2 separate regions of the Mus musculus genome follow, and region 1 is linked to region 2. Evidence: chromatin contacts called from public Hi-C data. All regions are on one chromosome and are shown on one strand. Each heading gives the region's core, a stretch centred on a gene start, on an enhancer-like site or on the middle of the called end of the contact. The rest is flanking DNA. Distances are from core to core; before and after follow the strand shown.

The links. Hi-C and Micro-C count contacts between places; a contact is called where the count stands out from the background.
Region 1: a contact with region 2 is called in a Hi-C map of cerebral cortex, with 2.2 times the contacts expected there. The contact joins the promoter of 1700086D15Rik here to the enhancer-like site in region 2. A contact is called at or near these places in 3 of 484 Hi-C or Micro-C datasets (cerebral cortex, nephron progenitors and olfactory sensory neurons) and 2 of 9 other capture datasets (adipose tissue and pancreatic islet).

Annotation. Positions count from the first base shown.
Region 1 is chr11:65,158,646-65,162,643 of GRCm38.p6, forward strand. 1700086D15Rik (a long non-coding RNA gene) reads right to left here and starts at 1,255. Exons shown (of 2, transcript XR_003949567.1): 1 at 1,223-1,255. It overlaps Arhgap44 (Rho GTPase activating protein 44), which reads right to left. Exons shown (of 20, transcript NM_001099288.1): 1 at 3,941-3,998. The coding sequence starts at 3,993. It overlaps LOC115487730 (a long non-coding RNA gene), which reads left to right and starts at 1,235. Exons shown (of 3, transcript XR_003949568.1): 1 at 1,235-1,568; 2 at 2,176-3,744.
Region 2 is chr11:65,021,141-65,025,018 of GRCm38.p6, forward strand. It overlaps Arhgap44 (Rho GTPase activating protein 44), which reads right to left. Exons shown (of 20, transcript NM_001099288.1): 14 at 3,051-3,164; 15 at 1,986-2,077; 16 at 801-981. Among named protein-coding and RNA genes, the nearest start is that of Elac2, 44 kb to the left of the region's middle. Within about 2 kb of position 1,826, at least 4 of the 459 cell types and tissues checked have an H3K27ac peak or open chromatin away from gene starts, as enhancers often do. A contact at or near this core is called in cerebral cortex, where this site is marked.

The DNA of each region.
Region 1 (3,998 bases), core at 5-2,504, 140 kb after region 2:
CTCTGTGTTTCACCCAGGACAAGCCAGATATCACTTCCAAGAAGAACAGGCTCTCAGGATGGGTAGAACCCCAAGTAGACTCTAAGTTTCAACAACAACAACAACAAGCAGCAAATGGCGGCATGCATGAGGCTGAGCCCTCCTTCCAGTCCACAACCCAGCAGCTGCTGCCGCCCTTCGCTCCTCCAAAAAGGCAGCAGCAGGTGCTCTCCCTGCGTCTTTGAACTACTCTCCTTGAGTCCTCTGCTTACAATGCATACATCTTTTGATCCAGTTGCCCAGGAATTTCAGAGAACCCTCTGCATGCCACACTGTCTCTGCCTCCAAAGGAGCTTACAAATCGAGCTGGGAAGATGATCGGCAAGTTAAAGATCACACAACAAATGAACCATCAAAAGCGCAGCACACTCTTAGAATTCAGGCTCCAATGAACAGAACTTCAGTTTGCCCGGCACTGTAATATTCCCAGATCAAGGCACTGTAATATTCCCAGATCAAGGCATTGTAATATTCCCAGATCACGGCACTGTAATATTCCCAGATCGGAATAGTGTGTGGCCCAGAGGAGACAGCCAGTGATTTTACACTGAATAACTGAGCACAACATGCCATCCAAAAAGAGTTAGAATGCTGGCCCAAAGATCCTAAAGCTACTCTTAGCCATTTTTCTGGGGTAACTCCACCATCATTACAATGTCTATATCTCCAAGGGGCAACCATCACTGTTCTCATTTTGCTAATAAAAAAAAATGTGCAGAGAGCTAATCACAAGATCATTAAGCAACCATGCAAATGTGTCCCACTTGATAATCACTTGATAAGCAGGCACAGGCTGGCCAGGGAGAACTTTCCAGAGTAGGGTCGGAAGTGAAGAAACACATATGGGAAAATCAAGGCAGAAACATGTGAAGATGACCAAAGCAAGACCTCATGTAGTCCAGGTTGGCTTTGAACTCACTATGTTGCCTTCCCAATTCTACCTTCAGGCGGATTACAGGTATGTATCACCATGTGGTGCTGAGGACTGAACCCAGAGCTCCATACATGCTAGACTCTTCCTATAGTTGCTATGCTAAGTTGCTGATTTCTACTAAGATATGCCCAGTTCTGAGAAGATAAGCCAATGCCCAGAAGTTTTTCATTTGTAATAATCCCAAAACCTGTGAGTTACAGAAAGTGAGCTAGGTGGGGAGTGGTGGAGAAGAGCAGCTCTCAAGCTCACCTCTCTACCGGAAAGAGGTCACTAAGGCCTCTCTACAAAGCACTTTATGACATCACACCTACCATCCAGACTTCCAGCACTATGAGCTGCTAGTGAGTGGAGATACTAAGAAGCAAATCATGGCCCCTTTCCCAATGCACAGGTTGAGTCTCTCAACATTCTCAATAGGAAGAAGAACCCCCACGCTACCTCCTTTCATTCCCATCACTGGCCAGAAGTAAACCATTTCATCTTGGCAATAAATATTGACCGAGCACCAACCGTCTACAAGGCACTGCTCTGTGCCCTTGGCATGCGAGGGTGATCAATACATTCTACTGGAGACAGACGGGCAAAAATCAAAAAGGTACAAGCTTTCAAACTGTGGGGAGTAGTGGACAAAAATGAAAAGAATGATGGGTAAGAGTGAGGGAGCAGGGGTTTTATCTGAGCCTGAGAGCCAAGTGCTGATTGATGAGAAAGCAATTTGGGAAGACCACATCCTCAACCAGGTAGTAAAAATTGGTGGTCAGCAAGAACAAATCTCTAAAGTGGAGCTGGGCTTCATGTGTCCGAAGCACAGGAGTTCAGGGACAGGGAGACAGGAAGACAAAATGAGCATGCTGAGACAAAGGGGGGTCCAGAGGGATGTGGCTACTGAAATGCTGGGGCTGCTAAGCAAAATGATGGCACTGGAAGTGTTGAAGCAGTAGAGTATCCTAAACTAATTTTTGCTTCAACAGTTTACTCTAAACTTCACCAAAACAGACACAAGTCAGGCCTCAACTTTGTACATGTTGGTCATCCACCTAAGCGCTCAGCAGCTCTGGCATAGCAGGGTGCAGCCCCTGGATTTGTACTTCTAAGAATGTTCTTTGAATACATAAGACTACTTTTTACAATAATAATAATAATAATAATAATAATAATTCAGTCTGCTTTTGCCTATTTTTCATTTCCTCCACGAATGACAGTGAAAAATATAGTTCCTATGCCCATGCCTCAAAAATCTCACAACTTAAAAACAAGTCCTGAAGGAAGATAGGAGCCAGGTGTCTGGAAGCAACACGAATGCCTTCCCTGAGACATCTATATCCGAGCACCAATCTCTAACACTCCAAGAGAACACCAGGCTACTAAGTGGACTGAGAATACTCCATGAGAAACAGCAACCTGTGGTCAGAGTGAGGGGCCCACCCCTGGGATGTCTACTGCCATCATGTATGCCAGAGCCCAGGGAGTGTGATCCAGAAGCCAAGACAGTAAAGAATGGTCAGCTTGACAACCAACAGCTACACCCCCCAGTACCAGGAAAGCACTATCTCAGCATCCAACATACCAAAGACAGTCCACGTGAGGCTATATTTGTGGCAATACCGTGCCAAAAATCTGGGCTAATCTGACTCTGCTATTCATAAATTCCCCCCTCATGTTAAAGCACATGTGTTTGGGAAGGGAAAATGAATCCAAGTCTAGTTTAGAAGCTTGGAAACGCTTAGGTTACTTGGAAACCATCTGGAGTTCCTGAAAGCATGAGAAGCCATCACATCCCCTGCCCTCAAATGCCCACTGTAACTAGGGCAGTATGCTTCCCTCATGTCCTCTATTCTCCAGGGAAGTCCCCACCCCCACCCTACCAGGTGCCAGCTCAAGCTCCATTTCCCACCCAAGAAAGGTATTTGGTTTCTCAACAAACCTGGCCGAGAGCACTCTATGTGTGGAGCCTGCACTTGAATTGCACCCAAGGCTTGGTTCTTCCCTTTCTGCTTACTTTAAACTGCACACCTAAATTCCTTTAACAACCACACAGAAATCCGGCCCTGGGCACACAGATTCCATGAAAAATCCCCCTCTATCTAACAAGCCTGTGTTTCAAGAATGTCTAGCTTTGGACGGGACCCACTAAGAATCCTTATGTAACCTTAATAGATCTTGGCACCCCACAGATCCGCTCCTGGAGACACTGGCCCAGATCTAGTCCATGTTCACCAAGATGAGAGCAGTCTGGGTCCTGCAGATTCCTGGGGCCAAGCTGTTCTGGACTGGGAGGGAGGAGAGACTGTCCCATCCCCTACCTGGCTGAGAGCCTCTGATCCTCCTCTCTCTGATCCTCCTCTCATCTTCCAAGGGAGTTGAACCTCACTTTCGCAGCCTCCCTCCCTCCCTCCACTGAAATCAGTCTTGGGACCGAGCCTACATCAGCCAGCACCTTCCCCCTTCTCGCCATCCTTTCCCCACCCCCAAACGCTGAGGAAAAAACAGCCAGGAAAGTGATCCAGCATCCCATACAGTCACAGCCCCTGAAAACAAACAGGGCTCCAGTGGGGAAGGAGGGTGTCGACCAGGCCCAACACTACCTCAGGACCCTAAGCAGCCCTGAACTGGGCGCAGGGAGGAAGAGATCTCCAGAGGCAGCCAACGACTCGGCAGCCAGCAGCTCCAGCAGAGCAAACACCTGTTTCCAGGAAGAATCGCTACCAGAGGAAAAGGGAGTCCCGAGGAAAGGCAGAGAGGGCGAGGTGAAGGGGCAGCTGGGGACGCAGGTGAGGATGCGTCACTCTCTGAGCCTAGACCGGCGAGCGAGAAGCGAGCAGGGGTCGGGAGAGGAAAGGTCTCACCAACGACCCGCGCGGACCCAGGAGGGACGCACAAGCTCCAGGCCGGGCAGCTCCATCACCTGCGCCTGGCAGATGCAGCCCCGCGGGCGTGCCGGCCCTGGGCGGCCAGCGGGTGACCTACCTGCCCACCGTCTGGTTGGCCAACTGGCGCATGCGGTTAAACTGCTTCTTCATCGTGG
Region 2 (3,878 bases), core at 576-3,075:
ACAGAGAAAGTCACTCATCAATGGTGCTGCATATGGGAGCTTAAGGTGGCAGATGAACAGGTCTACAATGAAAGTGAAGCCAACGAAGAGGCAGGAGTGGCCACACTTTTATACATGTTGGGCTTTTGGAAATTCTACAGTACTGAGATTTGTCTTCACCTACGCAAAGTGTGACCTGTGTCACTGGGCCACACTCCTAGCTACACGTGGGTGAATCCTAAGTCAAGACAAAGAGCTTGTGGGCTGGGAGTGTGGCTCAGCTGCCAGAGGGTGAATCTATCATTCACAAAGCTCTGAGTTCAATCCCCAGCACTGCCTATAACCAGGTATATGGATACACACCTAGAATACCTGTATTTGGGAGATGGAGACAGGAGGATTATAAGTTTAATGTCATTCCCTATACAGACAGTGCATGATTAGCCTGGGCTAATATAAGACTATATGTTGAAATAAATAAAACAATAAATTAATGAGGATTATTGTGACTTTTAAAAAAAAATTCCCTTCATTGACCAACATTTCTTTATTTGCTGAGAACTAGTCATACTGATGGCAATCAGGTAAGCTAAGCAGACTCTACTTACCTCTGGCCCCAAAGGGAAGCAGGCCAAAGAAACCTGTCCCAGCACACACAGACAAAAGCATCCGGAATGAGGTCCCAAATGAATTGCTACAAGCCACCTCAAGTGTCTTAGTAAGTACCGCCTTCCTGTCGATTCTGGTTTTCCTAAATACACCCTCCCCTACATCAGTTTTCCCAATACTATATACTATATAGAAGGGGCGCTAGCTCATACCCATCCTTCTTGTAAAACTCCAGCATCATGTTGTCTGTGGCAACACTGAGGGGCCGGCGGGCCTGCTCTGGCTGGCGCCGGTCAGCAGGGTCCATGTCTGGGGAGGGCATTGAGCTGTAGTTGGCATTGTGGTTCACGTGGACTGGACTCCCGTAACTGCCTGTGAGGTTGAACTCTATCTCTGCAAGGAAAAAGAATCAGTGTCTGTCATCTCTCGTGAGGGCACACACTTCCGAGACAGAGAGACGCTCACGTGCTGCCTCTAGAAAAAAGTCACCTCATGGTCCATACCAGCTAACCTGTTGATATCAACTCTCCATACTGACCAGACAACAAAGAGACTTATGTGACGGGCAGATTGGCCTTTAAGAGAGGGAGATAACCAGGTCAGTCTTGACTGCTGGGGTCCTGGCTTTAGTAGCATTTTGTCCTCACACGGGTTAGTGGTGACTGACAGCTAAAAGCTCACCCGCAACACTCAGTACACAGGACGAGCAGGAGCAACATGTTGTTGTTTTAACCACCATGACTACAACTGTTGTCTCCATAAAACGATCACCACAGGGAACCACTCGTGCAAGGATGCTTCTGTGGCTCAGAACATCTTGTAGATTCCCTAGTAAAAAGCTGCCTTAAGTGCCTAATTACAAACCAGGCACAAAAAAGCAAGTCACTGCTTTGGAAGCCCTGCTTCTCTGTGCTGAGGGGCAGCTCAAAGAACATCCTTTAAGACAGTGGCATCCAGGTGATGGCTGGACCCTGAACTGAAGCGCTCCCCACTCCTTCCCTACCTTCCACTGTAACATCAGGTTCAGCCACCCTCTGCATTTGGAAAGTGGGGAGTTTGGAGCTAAGGAGCACTCTATTTTGGGCCAGTTTCCACATTGTGTAGGTGTGAATAAACCACAGTGTAGCTGTTGGGTCAGGAGAATCGGACCTACTCAGTACCAGGCACGGATGTGTGGATGATGGAAATGTCTCCCGGGTCGGAATAGAGAAGGGAGCAGCCGAGGCTTTACTCCAGTGCCAGCTGCATCTGTGGGTAAGTGTGTGCGGGCGGAGTGTGAAGAAAGCCATCCAAAGCCTGGGTGCACACCCCTGGCTTCCCAGGCGTCAAGCTCACAGTGCACTTCTTGTCCCCACGTCTGCCCCTCTGCCCCTTAGATGTGAATGCTGAAACATTACCTCCAGGGAAGAACCAGTCTGCGTGCTGGATAATGGGCTCGATGATGCCAACGATCTGCAGGGAAACTGTGGTCATCATCTCGGTGATGTTCCTGTAAACGGAGCAGAGCAGTGGGGTTAGCAGCGGAGGCAGGGGGACAGCTGCATAGTCCTCTGGGCACTGGAATTCTGCAGGCCCAGGTCTTCAGCTGCTTTCCAGAAGCTTTGTGGACAGCATCACTCCTGGTGACTACCAAATACCCGTAAGTGCTTCTTCAGCACAGGGTAGCTTGTCTGCTTTAAAACACTGCTGCCTCTTGCAGACAAGTCTCCACCCTTTCAAGTCTAGATGCCTGGACTTCTTGCAAAATGCTCTCTTCTGTCCCTTGCCCTCCTCTGTCATGCTCCATACTAATTTAGGTTAGTCACAGAAGACCACACTCAGACCCATTGCTCTGAGCCTGTCAGTGAGGAAGATCCATAGAATTATGTTCCTCCTCCTGGCGCCAAGAGAAAGGAACAGGCTAAGATGTGTTAGAGATGGGTTTTAATGCTTTGATTTAATAGGGAATCTGTGTGTCCAAACACTGAAGGTTCTTCTCTCCAATTGGCTTTTGATCAATAAAGATGGCAGGGGCCAATGGTTGGACAAAGGGAGATGAGGCACGACCTTTATATTTGCACAGGCTAGGAACTAGGAAAAAGGAGATAGAGAATCGCCATGACTTTGGGGAGAAGGACAGGACATAGGAGCTTCAGGAGAGAAGGCCAACCGGCCATGTCAGAATTTGGGTGAGTGGCCACTGGCCACTTCTCCAACTGGACCTGGGGTAGCCAGGGAAGGTTTAGGAGTGTCCAGCCTTTGAGGTAGCCACGACATTTTAAAATGAACTGGTGTGTGTTTGTGTGTATCTGTGTGTCTTCCATTGGAGAATCCAGCTCCTGGGCGAGTGTGAGCTTGCAACCCCGCTGGGAAGCAAAGCAGTGTAGTCCAAACTCACTGCTACAGAGATGACTCAGGGCCCAGGTCTCCTGCCCTACAGCCCATGCCTGGCACCCTAGGGGGCCTCTCCTTCCTGTACTCACCCCTCTGACTGTGGCCAAAGGAGATTGGGTCCCAGGACAATTGCCATGTTACTGGGAGTCATCTTGTTTACATCCTGATATTCAGACAGTTTCGATAAAAATTTGATCAAGTATCTGAAAGGCAATGAGAAGAGTCAGGTTTAACTGGGGCTTAACACTAGCCACTGTCTCGCAGGACCGAATAGAAACTTCTCTCCCGTAGCGCGTTCTTGGCAAGGAGACTCATTCTCTTCCCCAAAGCAGACAGACCCAGAACTCACCCACTTAGATGCTCACATCTACTCCAGTGAACAACCAGTAAGAAACCATCTGTCCTTGTGCCTCAGGTACAGGATGCCCAAGGGGTGTCTCTCACCATACCCTATTACCTCTCATACTCACTGTATAACAAAGCGTCTGTGGATATCCACAGACCGGGGCCTTATGAACACTGACTCAGCCTTCTTGGAAAGCTCCAATGAGACCCAGCAATCCCACTGGTAGGAACACACCCAAGAGAAATACTCCCACGCACAAGGTGCTAAACAGACATCCGGAGAGGCATTATTTGTGGTATTCTTACAGCTGAGACCACGCAGATGCCCTTGGAGTGAATGAGTGTATTTAGAATGTTACTAATGCATAAAAAAGAATGGAGACTTGACACTTTCTGCCATGTGGGAAGGCCTGGAAATGTGGCAATGGAAAGGAGACAGAAAAGGCTACACAGTGCAGTTCTACTCCATTATGTGAAATACCCAGAACAGGGAAGTGCGCCATGCAAGAGGCTGGATTAGGGGCTGCTGGACTCAGCTGGGGTGGTGAGGAATGGCTGCAGTGGGAACTGGG